Linked DNA regions of Mus musculus: region 2 is linked to region 1. The links are chromatin contacts, called in public HiChIP or PLAC-seq maps. All regions are on one chromosome and are shown on one strand. The core of a region is the stretch at or near the end of the contact, and the rest is flanking DNA. Distances in the headings are between cores, read along the strand shown. Region 1 overlaps Gm35041 (a long non-coding RNA gene). Region 2 overlaps Fut8 (fucosyltransferase 8).

Region 1 (7,514 bases), core at 1,933-4,432:
GGCTTGAAACAAGACTTTCAACAGAAGAGAAAAGCGGGTCATCTCACTGCCTTTCCTGGAAATTTATTTACTCTATACATACAGTTTTTAAGTAGGATCCCATCATTTCATAGTATATATGAGGAACATCACTCGGTACCTATGGACATCTTTCTACAGCACTGATATTCATTCATTTGTTTGTTTGTTAGGGGTTCATGCATGGTGGATAGAGAGCAACTTTTAAAAGTCAGTCCTCTCTTTCCACTCTGAAGGTACCGGAGACGAAATTCATATCGTCAGGATAGAGGCAAGCACCTTTACCCACTGAGCCGTCTCACTAGCGCCCTGGTGTTCTGTTTGGTTTGCTTTGCTTTGTTGTTGGTTTGGTTTGGTTTAGTTTGGTTTGTCCTCTGCAAGAGCAACAAGTGCTCCTAACTGCTGAGCCATTTTTCCAGCCCTGGGAGCCCTGCTTTTGCCGAGGAAAATAACTAAGTAATCAAGAGCAGAGCCCCATTTCCTGGCTTATTAAAGTAAAAGTGTGCTTAATGGCTATAACTATAGGAAAGTCTCCCAAGGCGTCCTCTCGGTCACCAGAGTTCTGATTGCTGCTGTACTCAAGAGTCTACAAGAAACCAGACATCACCTCCTATTATGTTACACATTACAGGTAGCCTACCTGAAGGGGTTGAGTTCTGTGCCCAGAAGGCTGAACATGATGGCACATGCTTTTAATCCCGGCACTCAGGAGGCTGACACAGGCAGATTTTTATGAGGTCCAGGACAGCCTGGTCTACACAGTGAGTTCTGGGCTAGCCAGGGCTAAATAATGAGACCTTGTCTAAAAGAAGGGGGGGGGGGGGATGAAGAGACCACAGGTGTTTTCATTTAAGTCCAGTCAATTCAGCCTGATTCCACTTCTCCTGGGAACTACAACAGACTTCCTCCACCCTGTCAGTGCTGAATCCGCGGTAACACTTCTGTACTGTCTTATCATGCTGGAAAAGCTATCCTGCTTATCTCAGGAAACTCAAATAAGAAAATGCAAAGCTTCCCTATTTTACTCTCCCACGTTGCAAGTCCTCACATGCCCTTAAAAAAGGCAGGTAAGGTTTTTAAATAGGCTCATAGTATTACATAATATATAGGGAATATCTCTTGCTACCAATAGACATCTTTATGTTTATTTTATTACTTTTTATCTATAGGTATTTTGCTTTCGTGGATATGTATACCACATGAATGCAGTTCCCTTGGAATCCAGAAGAGGGCACGAGATTCCTCCTGGAACTGGAGTTACTGATGGTTATGAGCCTCCGTGTGAGTGCCAGAGATGGACCTGGGTCTTCTGTAATAGCAACCACTGCTCTTAACCTCTTGCAAGGGTTTTATTTTATTATGAGTTTTGGGAGGGTGGTTTTTTGTTTGTGAAGTGAAGTGAATTTACCATAAATTATTTGCCCAATCTCCTATTGTTAGGTAAATTAGATGTCTTACAAATTCTGTGGAATGTTTTAAAAATATAGTGAAGGGCCAGAAATATGGCTCAATGGGTAAAAGGCTCGCCATGCAAACCTGATGACCAGAATCAGATTCCTGGTGGGAGATGAGGAGCCAGAGGCGGTAGCACACATCAGAAATCCCAGCGTTCCTGTAGAGAGACAGTAGGCAGAAAGGAGAGAGTTGGTTGGAAGCATCTAAACCAGCGCTCCTGGAGTAAGAACCGCGGCAGCAGAAACACCAAGAGGGTCTGGGGGAAAGAAAACTGGCCCTCAAAAACAGTGTCTTCTGACCTCTACGTATGCACGATGGGCTCAGGGGCATGCACAAACACACACCCATACACACACACCCATACACACACCCATACACACACCCATACACACACACACCCATACACACACACCCATACACACACACACCCATACACACACACCCATACACACACACCCATACACACACCCATACACACACACACCCATACACACACACCCATACACACACACCCATACACACACACCCATACACACACACACCCATACACACACACACATACACACACACACATATACACACACACACACTCAAGCAAATAAAGTACATTCTTTTTTTAAGAAAAGATGGAACAATGCCAGGCCACAGCTTTAATCCCAGCACTCGGGAGGCAGAGGCAAGTGGATCTCTGTGAGTTCAAGGCCAGCCTGGTCTACAGAGAGAGAGAGAGATCCAGGACAGCCAAAGCTACAAGGAGAGAGTCTGTCTAAAAAAAAAAAAATAGATGGAACAATGTACAGAAAATAATAAAAAAGAAAGGAGCTCCTGACATCCTGTAGACCATACTAGAACCAGGAGTGTGTCTGAGCTCTGCTCCCAGCGACAAAGAGTTTTAGCTATCCACGGGATATAGTGCTTTCTCTGTCGGGGTCATGTTGGTGTGTGATATAAGTCCCTTAGGTTTCACTGTGTCAGATTCAGTTTTCTTTCACTAGACAGCAAACCACCCTAAAACTTACTGGGTTAAATCAACCATCTCTTTTGCTTATGCTTCTGTGGAGCAGCAATTTAACAGGACTGTCTTGGGTGGCTTTTCTGTTCCACACGCCTCTGCTCAGGGTCATTCACCTGGAGGCTATATAGAAAGGTCTTATATAATATTTCACTTGGGCACCACGTCCTTCGGCATTTATCCATATGGCCCCTCTCCTTGCTTGTGGTTCGACTGGCATTCCTCACAGTAGGGAACACTAAGACTTGGCAATAGCATCCAGAAATAGAAGCTGCTGGTGGTTTACAGCTCTGCCTTAGAAGTGTTATTTCCAATACACTGCGCTTGTCAAAGCCGGTCTCACTGTCTCTCGGAACTCAAATACTGATAAAGAGCCCTTGGCTGTCGGTGGGAGGAGAGGCAATCGAACCCAAAGCTACTTTTTAACCATCATCGTAAATATGATGAGAACGGACAGATTATAGGGTTTCTCTGTAATCAGGACGCACAGAACACCTTGATGCCACAGAACAGCAAGTTGTGAATATGGGTGTGGCCATCCAGAAGGAGCTTAAAACCGTCGTGTAACCAGCAATTTTGCCCCGGTTTTGATGGGTTCACAACTGCCAAGATTCAAATAGGACACTCACAACAGTGACACCATGTGATCCAAGCCACCAACTGCAACAAAGAGACAGATTTGGCCAGCCACTCTTCCACCTCCCACAGAGCTTCCTCTGCCCTGGCCTCCTGCTCGCACCTGCTTCCTCCTGGCGCTGGATTCCGCTCCTAAGATGAAACTCTCTCCCCCGAGCCCTTGTGACTCGGAGTTTTGAGATCTTAATGAGAACATTTCTGCTAAAAATTGGTTCTGAAAGAGCTGATGTGCCTGCTTCCTCAGACTGGCAGGGGGAGAAAAAAATAATGAAATTAAGCCCCATGAAAGTGGGTTCGTTTCCCATGTAAGAGCAATGATATGTTTCCATAAGAGAACCCGGGAGGCAGAAATGAATTGCTCTCACATTACTAGGGTCGAGTGAATGAGCCCAGATGGAGGAACTCTTGCATCCCCATCCTCGTTAGGAATGTACAGAGAGTTTCTTGCTGGTCCCTACTCTTGTCTGAGTGCTAATCGGGTTATCATGAAGTGAGTAAAGCCTAAATTTAAGAATCAGTCATCTAGGGCCTGAGTCCCCCTTAATTCATAAAAGATACTATTTTACAGTGTCTCTGAAGCAGAGTTGTTTTGAGGGTTTTAGTTGGTTGGTTGGTTGGTTGTTTTTGTTGTTGTTGTTTTTGTTGTTTTTTTTTTTTGTTTTTGAGAGGTATGTGATCAAATAAGTCACACAGTGATTAAAGATTCAGATTCCCAATAATCCATATGCAACCTAGGAGCCGGCCGTGGGTCCACTGCTCCCCACAGGGTTAGCCTGTGGCCTCTTTTAGAACGGCTCACACTCTGTGTCTTTATTTTCACTCTGATTGAATCAGTTTGGAGCTGACCAGCTCTTAAATGCTTAAATGTTTTCACAGCCTAGCCTAAAGCCCCATGCCTACTTGATTTATACAATTCATATGTGGCTGGTGTTGGTGGATTGAGACAAATATCTTTGCGGTACTGGAAATGACTCGGTTTTCTTTCCTTCCCAAGGCCTTGCTGCAAGCACAAGCCAGCATTCTAAAAGCCAGGGTTGAGTAGAGGATCACTCCAGGGAAGAGGGCTCTGCCTTGGCCATCCCTAAGTCTTTTCTTGGTATTATTCCTGGACCCTTGGGAAGGAATCAAGATGTGTTCCATTCAATCAGGATCATTTGTAAACAGCCGAACCTCTCTCTGCTTCACTGCAGTTCACAACACTGGGAATTACAGCAACCAGCTTGCAGAGCAAGGAGGGCTGTGAAATTCAATGTCACACATGGCAAACCTTTCTCTGGAACCTTTTCATATCATGACCTTTGTGTGACACTGATGTGGTTTTGGAGCGTATCTTCCAGGTTGTACAAAGCAGCTGGACCAGTTGGGACAAGTGGGGGGAGCGCCCTGGGCCTCACATCATCTCCACTACCATCACCCCCGACTCTGTCCCTGCCCCTGCCCCTGTCCCTGCCCCACCTGACACCTTCAGAGCCTGGTGTTAGCAGGTCCTACACACTCAGTTTCACTCTATGGACTCAGAAGGAGAAAGAACCCTGCTGTGGAGACTGATCCGTCCTTGATAGAAACGGACCCGGAGTGTTTGAGAAGAAACCTGGCAAGAGAAGGGAGGAAGGAAGAGAACAGGAAAAGAAGAGAGAGGAAAAGAGAGGAAGAGGGGAGGGGAGGAGAGGGGAAAGGAAGAGGAGAAGAGGGGAGGAGAGGGGAACTGGAGAGAAGAGAAGGGAAGAGAAGGTGAGGGGACAGAAGGGGAGAGGAAAGGAGGGGAGAGAGGGGAAGAGGGGAGGGAGGGGAGAGGAAGAGAGGAGAGTGGAGGGAAGAGGAGAGAAGAGAAGGAGGGGAGACTGACTGAAGGGAAGGGGAGGGGAGGGAAGAAGAGGGGAGGGGAGAGGGAAGAGACAAACGCATTCCTTTTCTCATACTTTGCCAGCTGGGGACACATCCCCCCAAAGCCATTTGTACCCTCTCTTACCTGAGAAACCTGAAAGGACTCACTGTGGGTTGTTGGATTTCATTCCCACTCTGATTTGGCTTTGCAGCAACTGTCTTTATCGAAGCTTGATAGCCTATTGTGACACTGACTTGGTTGCACACGCACGCATACCTATACACACACACATATACATATACATACACATACACACACGCATGTATACATACACACACATGCACACACACATACCTATACACACACATATATATACACACGCGTACATACACATGCACACACACATACATACACACACACATACACACACATACACACACACACACACTTGCAGTCCTCACACTCCCTTATACAGGTCTCGCTTTGTGAAGGAAGCTCTGTGTGACAGAGTGCAGCCTCAGAATGACAGACAGGAAGAGTAGGAAGAACATTCACTCAACGGAACTAGAGTCTGCAGATGGGAACTTTTTACTTTGCAGTAATTTCAGACTTAAGAAAAATCACAAAGTATTTCTCCCAGAAAAATGCAAAAAGTACAAAGAATTCCTGAATATTCATACCCCATTTGCTTATCATCTTTCCTCTCTATTTCCCTTTTCCCCACTGAGCCACTTTTGAGGGAGATGCAGACAAGATGATTCATTATCCCTAAGCACTGCGGTGTCTTATTTCCTCACATCAGGACCATTCTTTCTCACCTCCCCAGTCTCCAAATCATGAAATTAATATTGACCTAATGGTGTTGTGTAAGCTACATACCTTTTTAAATTTTCACCAATTTTTCCTAATAACACTCTTGACAGTCAAAGAGGAAGGAAAAAATTGATCCAAAACCAATCTCATATAACACATTGTCGTGGCCGCTGGGTCTCTTCTGATCGAACAGAGCACTCATCTGTGCCTCTCATGTCGCTGGCGTCTTTGATGGATAAAAGCCAATTACATATAGGCTGCCCTTATTCAGAACGTGTCTGTTGTTCCCTCACAATGAGATCTAGGTTATGCACTTGTGGCAGAAATGGCCCAGAAGTGTGGCGTTCTGTCTCTAGTGCACGCATTAGGAAACACGATGCCAGTGTGACCCATTTATCCCTTAAGATGTGTTTGATCATTCGGTTCAAACAGTGTCTGGAGAGCCTCTCGACTGCACTATTTTTCCTCTAAAATCAGTAAATATTTTGTGAGGAGATCCTTTGAGATTGTGTGATTCTGCCATTTCCCATCAAACTTTTATTCACTTTTAACATCCACTGGCTTTTTTTTTTTTTTTTTTTTTTTTGAGACAGGGTTTTCATATATAACCCTGACTGTCCTGGAACTTTTTCTATTGACCAGACTGGCCTCGAACTCAGAGATCTATCTGCTTGCCGCTGCCTCCTGAGTACTGGGATTAAAGGTAGGTGCCACCATGCCCTGCCAGCTCTTTAAGATTGTATTTTTATTTATGTTTGTGTACACATACAATGAGCACATGTATTGTCCCAGATATGTCCGGGTAGGCATTCTTGGGGCTATCCCCATGTCCAGGCAGGTTTTTGGAGGGATGATACTCTAGACCTCTGGTCCGGGGTATCCAGAGTATATTCCAATTATAAAAATGTATTGCTCTTCTATCATCTCATTTGTGTCATGTACTTATAATCCTGGCATTCTGGAGGCTGAGGCAGGAGGATCATGCATAGATTCAATTCCAGCCTGCATCACATAGGAAGATTCTGTCTCAAGAAAACAAAAAACAACAACAACAACAAAAGGAAACACAAGAATTTCCTCTGTATATTATGGCAAAGACACACACCAGTGACATTTAGCACTGCAGTGACAAAACAGAATGTTTGACTATGTCCTTAACATCTTCCCAGACACCAGTCTCATCGCCATGCTAAAACACACCACCCTCTCCAGGCCATCTCACAACGAATGAACTTTGAAGAAAGGAGAGGAGCTGTGGAGACTGAAGGGAAAGGTGGAAAGCTCCCCTCCTCTTCATGTTTCCATGCCAGCCGGCCGGGTGCAGCTCCTCACATCTCCATTCGGCCACCGTCTCAGGGAAAACCGTGGGCTTGAGAGAACACAGACGCTCTGTCAGAGGTTAGCAATGGTCAACATCATCTCAGAAGGGAGCTGGGAAATGCCCTGGCCTTACAGAACGAACCACTGTTTCCTTCCACAGAAATGCCACTAAAAGTCACAAAGAGGGAAACCTCCGTGTTTGGACAGGTCCCATCATCTTCACGGGGACTCACACCACGGGCTGGAAGAGCTTCCGGCAGAACGGAGGGCTGGGGAAAGCCTGTGATAAATCAGCTCTGTCTTTACTAGCCAGAGGTTGCTATGGCAATAGGAATACACTGTAGGTTTTAAGAGATGTAATTTTCTGTGATTCACTGTATATTTTTAGCCATTTTTCTTCCTGTATTATCTCCCCGTGGCAATTGCCTATTAATG
Region 2 (7,514 bases), core at 3,663-6,162, 340 kb before region 1:
TATCACATATTATATACTAAAGATCTTTGAAAACAGATTAGATGAGATTTTAATTGGACAGAAAGGCTAAAAAAAAAACTGGGCAGTATGGCACATTTTAATCCCAGCACTTGGAAGGCAAAAGCAGGTGGATTTCTACAGAGTTCCTGGACAGCTGGAGTTACACAGAGAAACCCTAGCTTTAAAACATAAAGGAAGGAAGGAAGGGAAGAAAAAAGGGAAGGGAAGGGGGAGGGAGAGAGGGAGGGAGGGAGGGAGAGAGGGAGGGAGGGAGGGAGGGAGGGAGGGAGGGAGGGAGGGAGGGAGGGAGGGAAGAACCAGAAGAAAGAAAAGAAAAAAAGAAATTAAAAGAAAGCAAGGTTAGGATGAAAAAAATTAAAAATTTAAATTTTAAATTTTAAAAGTTGTCTTATATTCACTGACACAAATATCAACAACAACATTCTACACTTTTCTTTCAATAGTTCATGCTATTAAAAAAATCTATGGCTGCATAGTTAAGGTAAATATCACAAAACCAACAATCTCTTAAAATGAGTACAATACAGAATGCCAAATAAATACTTTGTATTTATGTCTTGTTTTCTTCTGGTCCAAGGTCTTCTCCATGCTAGGAATGTACTCTATTCACTACATTTCATACTTCGACCCACGTGAACTCTCATTTCCCCCACAACATATGATGCTCTACATTTAAGCAGGAGATGATATATAAATACTTAACTTCACTGGTGTCCTACAGATGCCTGCAACAACCTATAGTAAATTGCTAAGATGACTCACCACTAGTAACAGTTTTCTTTTTTTGTTATGAACTTTTGATCACAGTAACATGAATATCAAATTACTATGCTTTAGAAAAATGATTCTCAAACTATTTCTTTTCTTCAGGGAATGCGGTCATTTGTAGGTTTTCCATGGATAGGTCCATATCCATATATATGCAGAACTAATTAGACTCAGTGAGTTTTAAAAACAAAAAAATAAAGATGAGAAGGGTGATGCATCAGGAGTCTGGAGTGGATATGATCAAGATACGTTGCATACACCCACTGTGTGTGTGTACATTATATACACACACATTTTATATTTGTGTGTAAAGTGTATGTTTTAAAAATGAGTTCTGAGTTCCATCCCCAGATTTGTTATTTAGTATGTCTAGAGTGCAAGCCAAGAATCTAGATTCTAAGGAGTTTCAGGGTAATGGTAAACTATTGCTGACAGACACTGAGAATTGCTTCAGCAGCTTCCATGACAACATAAGTCTAATTCTAAGCCATTCTAGCACCACACTTTTGTCCTTATCAGAAAGAAATGTATCTTACAGAGAAAATAAGCAATTTGTTTTAACGTTTAACATAATGTATAAAATACCCAGTTTCTCTTTTTTAAAGTTTCAAAAACATCCATCACCTGGAAGAACAAACTATGATTTTACAAACTTTAAGCATCAATGATAATCTTAATAATTAAGGTTGGGCTAAAGTAAGACTTGGAGAGAGGAAGGTGGGGTTCAGTGGAGAAGACACATGAGGCTGGCCACCTGCATGTTTACCCTCCTATAATTACCACAAGTCTTCCTAATGTTTATTCTTTGATGTAAAAAAAAAAGCACACATTTTTTCTAAAAGTTTAACCAAAAAATATCAAGATATTTGCAAAACTAAATAGTGTTACAAATTTTCCTCTTAAAGAGTTTTACATTTGGCTAAATAAATGTCCCCAACAAAAATCAGTCAAGATAAAAGAAGGAAGAGGAAAGAAAGGGAAGGGAGCACTTGTCTTTAATTTCTCTTGAAATTTGTATTAGAAGTATAAATAATTGTATTCCTTTAAAAAATGACAGGGACAGCAATATAGCTCAGTGGGTCAAAGATCTTGTCACCCAATCCTGACTACAGGAGTTTGATCCCTGGAGTCCACTACAGGTAGGAGGAGGGTATTGACTCCACCAAGCTGCCCTTTGACTTCCAAATGAGGGCAATGACATGCACACCCCTGCATGTACATATCATAGAAACAGTAATACTTTTTTTCAATAAAAAGTTTAAAAATATTTCACAACTTAATCTTTGTGACACATTGCTTCCAAGAAATTAGAACAGAAAGACCAACAGGCCTATATAAGCTCTTTTTTTTTTTTTTTTTTTTTTTTTTTTTGTAGTTGTTGTTGTTGTTGTTTTTGGTTTTTGGTTTGTTTTTTTGGTTTTTGGTTTTTGGTGTTTGGTGTTTTTTTGGTTTTTGGTGTTTCGTGTTTTTTTGGTTTTTGGTTTTTGGTTTTTGGAGACAGGGTTTCTCTGTATAGCCCTGGCTGTCCTGTAATTACTTTGTAGACCAGGCTGGCCTCGAACTCAGAAATCCACCTGCCTCTGCCTCCCTGGTGTTGGGATTAATACATGTCCAGTACACTGACATCCTAAAGACTCTAAAACAAGTCCTAACAGAGATCATAGGAGAGTAACTTTATGAAAGAAGACTGGGGAAAGGCTCTGAGAAGTTTATTTGCCATAGTCCTTGAAGACATGGCAGACCTTCAGTAGATGGAGAAAGAGCATAGAGAAGGAGATAGGAATGTCAATGTATGCACATTTATAAATGCACAAATGCAAGACACATGTTAAATTGCTTGAGTCTCTAAATATAAGAAATTTTAAAAATAGAACACTTAAATCAAGTCTACTGTATCTCTGAGGATTAATAAACCCATGTCTGGTATAGGAAATGTAGGCTGATGCATAAAGAAGCAGCTAATTGCTCTTCTAATTTAAGACTTTGTAACAGGCTGCAGACACTATGACCAGCTTCCAGATGGTTACTCTGCACTTGGGGTAAGTGAGCAGCTAAAGAAGCATGAACCTAAGTTGCAATTTCTATAAACCTTGTTTGTTTGGTTTTCAGTAAGAAAAAGATCAGGCAAAGGTATAACATCTCAAAGCAGTGGTTCTGTGCATTCAAATGTGTTGGGAAACAAAAGTAAAAGGAGTAACAAATATAACCTCTCTTAGATGATTATCAATAACCAATTAACCAAAGTTTCTATACTACTATGCTATTATATAGGATACTTTAAAATGCTTTTAATATATAGTATATATGATGTTCTTGTTCATTGGTACATGTGTTCTAAGCATATATTCTAGAAAGGCTAAATGCTGGGAATAAACACTTCAAAGTAACAACTGCAATCAAAAGCTTATATACCAAATCCAGTTACTCAAGTCAGCTTTATTTTTATTCTAAACTGGTTCTATTATTAGGTAAATAGACTAAATACTATTTCCTTGGTAAATTTCATCTAACATTTCTGAAATACCTAGAAATATTGCAGGCACATTAGGAACAGTAAAAAGACACATGTTCCAAAGGCATACTGCATCCTTAGGCAGATTTAAATTACTCTCTGAAACCATTGCTATGGTTTGGATAAGTGCCCCCTTCCCTGAAAAAAGAGCATATGTTAAACACAGAGCTGTCATTCTGTGGTACCACTGGGAGACTGTGGGAACTTTAAAAGGTAAGGCATTGGAAGAATAAGGAACTATAGGAACTCTACCTTTTCCCTCTCTATTTAACTTCCCTGTCCCTATAGCATGAGCAGCCACTTCTGCCATGTGTTTCCAGCATGATCTCCTTCACCAGAGGCACAAAAGCAATGGCCCAACTGCCTGGAATTTAATCTCTGGGCCTACATCAGGAGTACCTAGCCAGCCAGAGCTACATGGTGAGACCCATCTCAGAAAAGAAAGAAGATGAAAGAAAACCATGTGGGCGCTGGAGGGCTTAACAGTTAAGAATACTTGTTGCTCTTGCACAGGACCCAAGTGCAGTTTCCAGTACCTATATGGTAGCTCACAAATATCTGAAACTCCAATTCCAAAAGATCAAAAGCATTCATCTGACCTTTGAGGGTACCAAGCAACCAAGTATACAAACCATACACGCAGGGGAAACACTCACATACATTAAATTTAAAACATGTTTAATTAAGCCCCTAAGCTAAATCTTCACACATTTTTTAATTTAACACAAACACACTTTAAGTGGCATTTGTTTAAGGAAAGAAGTCTGAACATTGAGATGCTGCATGTGAAATCTTTCTCCAAAACTGGTGTCTTTTCACTAGGGGCCTTTCTGGGTAGTGACAATAACTGCAATCACTGTATTCTAAATACAGCTAAGGGTGAACAAATAAAATTTTCACATATGTAAAAGCATCAACTTAAAAAAGGTTAAAGTCATAGAGTTGAGTTCAAAGAGCCAAGTTATGAGGGGAAAAAAAGCCTGTGTGCTTCTGTCCATATATCTGTTTCTATATGCATATACATAATTCAGATATAAAATGCATCTACCTAGATCCACTATCTCTAAAGCTGTATATCGGATGGTTTCTTTGTCAGCCTACCATATCTCCTTTCCCTAGGTACCATTCAGCTCCAAACACAAAGCTATCTAAAGGAAACTGGGAGAGAAAACACAAATATTTGAACAAATTAAAAAGCAAAAGAAATCTGAGATATGGAGTAAGTCCATTAAGACTTAGAAAGCAAAGTCAGCAAGGACCAGAGAATAGTATCGGCAACTAGATTTTCATTTCAGAGCCTGTCTTTACCCACATGTAATATGCATAATAATTCAAACACTGAAAGAGACAAGAGCTAATAATGAGAACATCTGATTCACACAAGTTTTGAGATAACAATTTTTTCTATAAATGTCCAGATAAAAAAGAGCTTAAGGTTCATTGCTACAAAACCTAATATTATCCTCTGAATTTGTCCCCCTGTTCCTCCAACACACACACACACACTCCCCACTCAAACAACCAAAAAACAAAAAAGCATTCTTAGCCTGGAAGTCATCAAAAACAAAAATGGATAGAGGAACTGGATTTGTTCCACTGGCCAGTTTGCCAACTTTTAAACCCAAGCAAGATTAAAGGGGGTGGGGGTGGGGGAATCTATCTTTAGCAAGACAGTTACTACAAGGATCCCTAGGGAGAACGAAACCAAAATTATTTACTCCCATGAAAGCTTAATTTATTGTTGGGAATTCCACTTGCATTTTTATCTGTATTTTGAATGAAATTATCAAGCATTCAACAAAATACATGCTTCCAAGTCAACATCAACAATCCATCTGTCACTTCATAAACAAAGGCTATTCATAACCTAGGCTTTCTGCACTCATCTTTATTAAATTAAAAACCCATATTTAAAAACTAGAGATAGATAGTTAGATAGATAGATGATAGATAGGTAAAGATTATATGAAAAAACAGAATATAAAATAAATAAAACTAAAGGCAAGTTCAAAATACTCCTTGAAATTTAAAGTTTTATCAAGCTGCTCTTGAACAGTCACATTCACATGGAAAAATGAAAGAATAAGAGCACACATCAGACAACAGACAAGCAAAAATAATTTTTAAATAAGCAACTTCTTACCCCCTCATAAGATTGCAGCCTTGGACACAGTCATCCATCTAGCTGACTTCTATTTGAATCATCTTTGTTGGGGTAAGAAGTGAACAGAGTGTGGAAATGAAGAGGGAAAGAAATTTTCTCTGCACAAAAGAATTCCAGCTGATTCTATAAATAAGTGAAATTTTCTGGAGCCCACACTACACAATGTACAACTCCATATATAGACTTCCCTACTCATTATAGCAAGACCATCTAAAGGAGCCTTTAAAATATTTTCTAGCAGCCTTATTTATAATAGCCAGAAGCTGGAAAGAACCCAGATGCCCCTCAACAGAGGAATGGATACAGAAAATGTGGTACATTTACACAATGGAGTACTACTCAGTTATTTAAAAGAATGAATTTATGAAATTCCTAGCCAAATGGATGGACCTGGAGGGCATCATTCTGAGTGAGGTAACACATTCACAAAGGAACTCACACAATATGTACTCACTGATAAGTGGATATTAGCCCAAAACCTAGGATACCCAAGATATAAGATACAATGTGCTAAACACATGAAACTCAAGAAGAATGAAGACTTAAGTGTGGACACTATGCTCCTCCTTAGAATTGGGAACAAAACACCCATGGAAGGAGTTACAGAGACAAAGTTTGGAGCTGAGACGAAAGGATGGACCATCTAGAGACTGCCATATCCAAGGATCCACCCCATAATCAGCTTCCAAACGCTGACACCATTACATACACTAGCAAGATTTTATCGAAAGGACCCAGATGTAGCTGTCTCTTGTGAGACTATGCCGGGGCCTAGCAAACACAGAAGTGGATGCTCACAGTCAGCTATTGGATGGATCACAGGGCTCCCAATGGAGGAGCTAGAGAAAGTACCCAAGGAGCTAAAGGGATCTGCAACCCTATAGGTGGAACAACATTATGAACTAAACAGTACCCAGGAGCTCTTGACTCTAGCTGCATATGTATCAAAAGATGGCCTAGTCGGCCATCACTGGAAAGAGAGGCCCATTGGACATGCAAACTGTATATGCCCCAGTACAGGGGAATGCCAGGGCCAAAAAAATGGGAATGAGTGGGTAGGGAAGTGGGGGGGAGGGCATGGGGGACTTTTGAGATAGCATTGGAAATATAATTGAGGAAAATATGTAATAAAAAATATTAAAAAAAATTTCTAATCCAAATGACAGAGGCTACACATCAGAGTAAGAGTGTACTCATGGCAAAGTACATTTGTTATTTGTTATATTTGTTATGGTGAGATAGAATACTCTTACATGTTAACTAGGTCAGGTTCACTGGTAGTCTGCCCATGTCAAATGTGGATATATTTGTTTAACTAATTTTGTTTGCCTGACCTATTACTCTAAGAGGGGCAATGCAGTTTTTAGTTATTATTAACAGTCTTATCTACTTCTCTTTGCCTTATGTATCAGACACTGCTGTCAGGTACACACAAGTTAAGGCTCAGTACGTTTTAATAATTATTCCTTTACCATTTTTGCAATGTTAGTTCTCCTCTGTTAAATTTGTTTATTGATAAATAAGGGGTCAAGGAGTCTGATACAGAAAGTAAGTTCATTATCACATATGATCTGGCCTGCTAGATCCTTACAAAGAACAGCAGGTGCTGGAGGAGTGTTGAGACATTTTTTTGTTCTGTCTTGCCATTTCTACTATAGCAAATGTTAAGAAAATAAAGATGCAGGAATAAAAAGAAAACCTAACACCAGTTCTTACATCATTTCCTACTGTAACTCAGCACCCAGGAGATGAAATATAACAAAATGAGAACATCTTCACAAAATTAACAGCAGCTGTGGCTCTACTCTGAAAAGAATTATAATCATTTTACTACGTCTATGTATTGGTAGACTTAGCATTATAAAATATTTATAGGCTTTTGTAAAATTATTGTATTTTACATCCAAATTAATTTAAGCTTGCTCCTTCTCAAAAAGTGAGTCTATTCATATCTATGTTAGACCTCATGTCAAATCTACTCGTGACAAGAGACTAATAATCAACACTCAAAATTTCTACAGACATGCTTCCTAGAATATGAGCATTTGT

Evidence for each region. HiChIP or PLAC-seq counts read pairs in DNA pulled down with a chosen protein or histone mark.
Region 2: a RAD21 HiChIP or PLAC-seq map of pro-B cells shows a contact between it and region 1, with 4 times the contacts expected there. The contact joins two enhancer-like sites. A contact is called at or near these places in 2 of 15 datasets of contacts at CTCF or cohesin (the NIH/3T3 cell line and pro-B cells), 2 of 484 Hi-C or Micro-C datasets (the CH12 cell line and embryonic stem cells) and 3 of 115 datasets of contacts at active chromatin or transcription factors (astrocytes, embryonic stem cells and large pre-B cells).

Annotation. Positions count from the first base shown.
Region 1 is chr12:77,005,034-77,012,547 of GRCm38.p6, reverse strand. All of the region lies in intron 1 of Gm35041 (a long non-coding RNA gene), which reads right to left. Among named protein-coding and RNA genes, the nearest start is that of Gm35041, 36 kb to the right of the region's middle. Within about 2 kb of position 3,182, at least 60 of the 459 cell types and tissues checked have an H3K27ac peak or open chromatin away from gene starts, as enhancers often do. A contact at or near this core is called in pro-B cells, where this site is marked.
Region 2 is chr12:77,344,154-77,351,667 of GRCm38.p6, reverse strand. All of the region lies in intron 4 of Fut8 (fucosyltransferase 8), which reads right to left. Among named protein-coding and RNA genes, the nearest start is that of Gm25926, 71 kb to the left of the region's middle. Within about 2 kb of position 4,912, at least 3 of the 459 cell types and tissues checked have an H3K27ac peak or open chromatin away from gene starts, as enhancers often do. A contact at or near this core is called in pro-B cells, where this site is marked.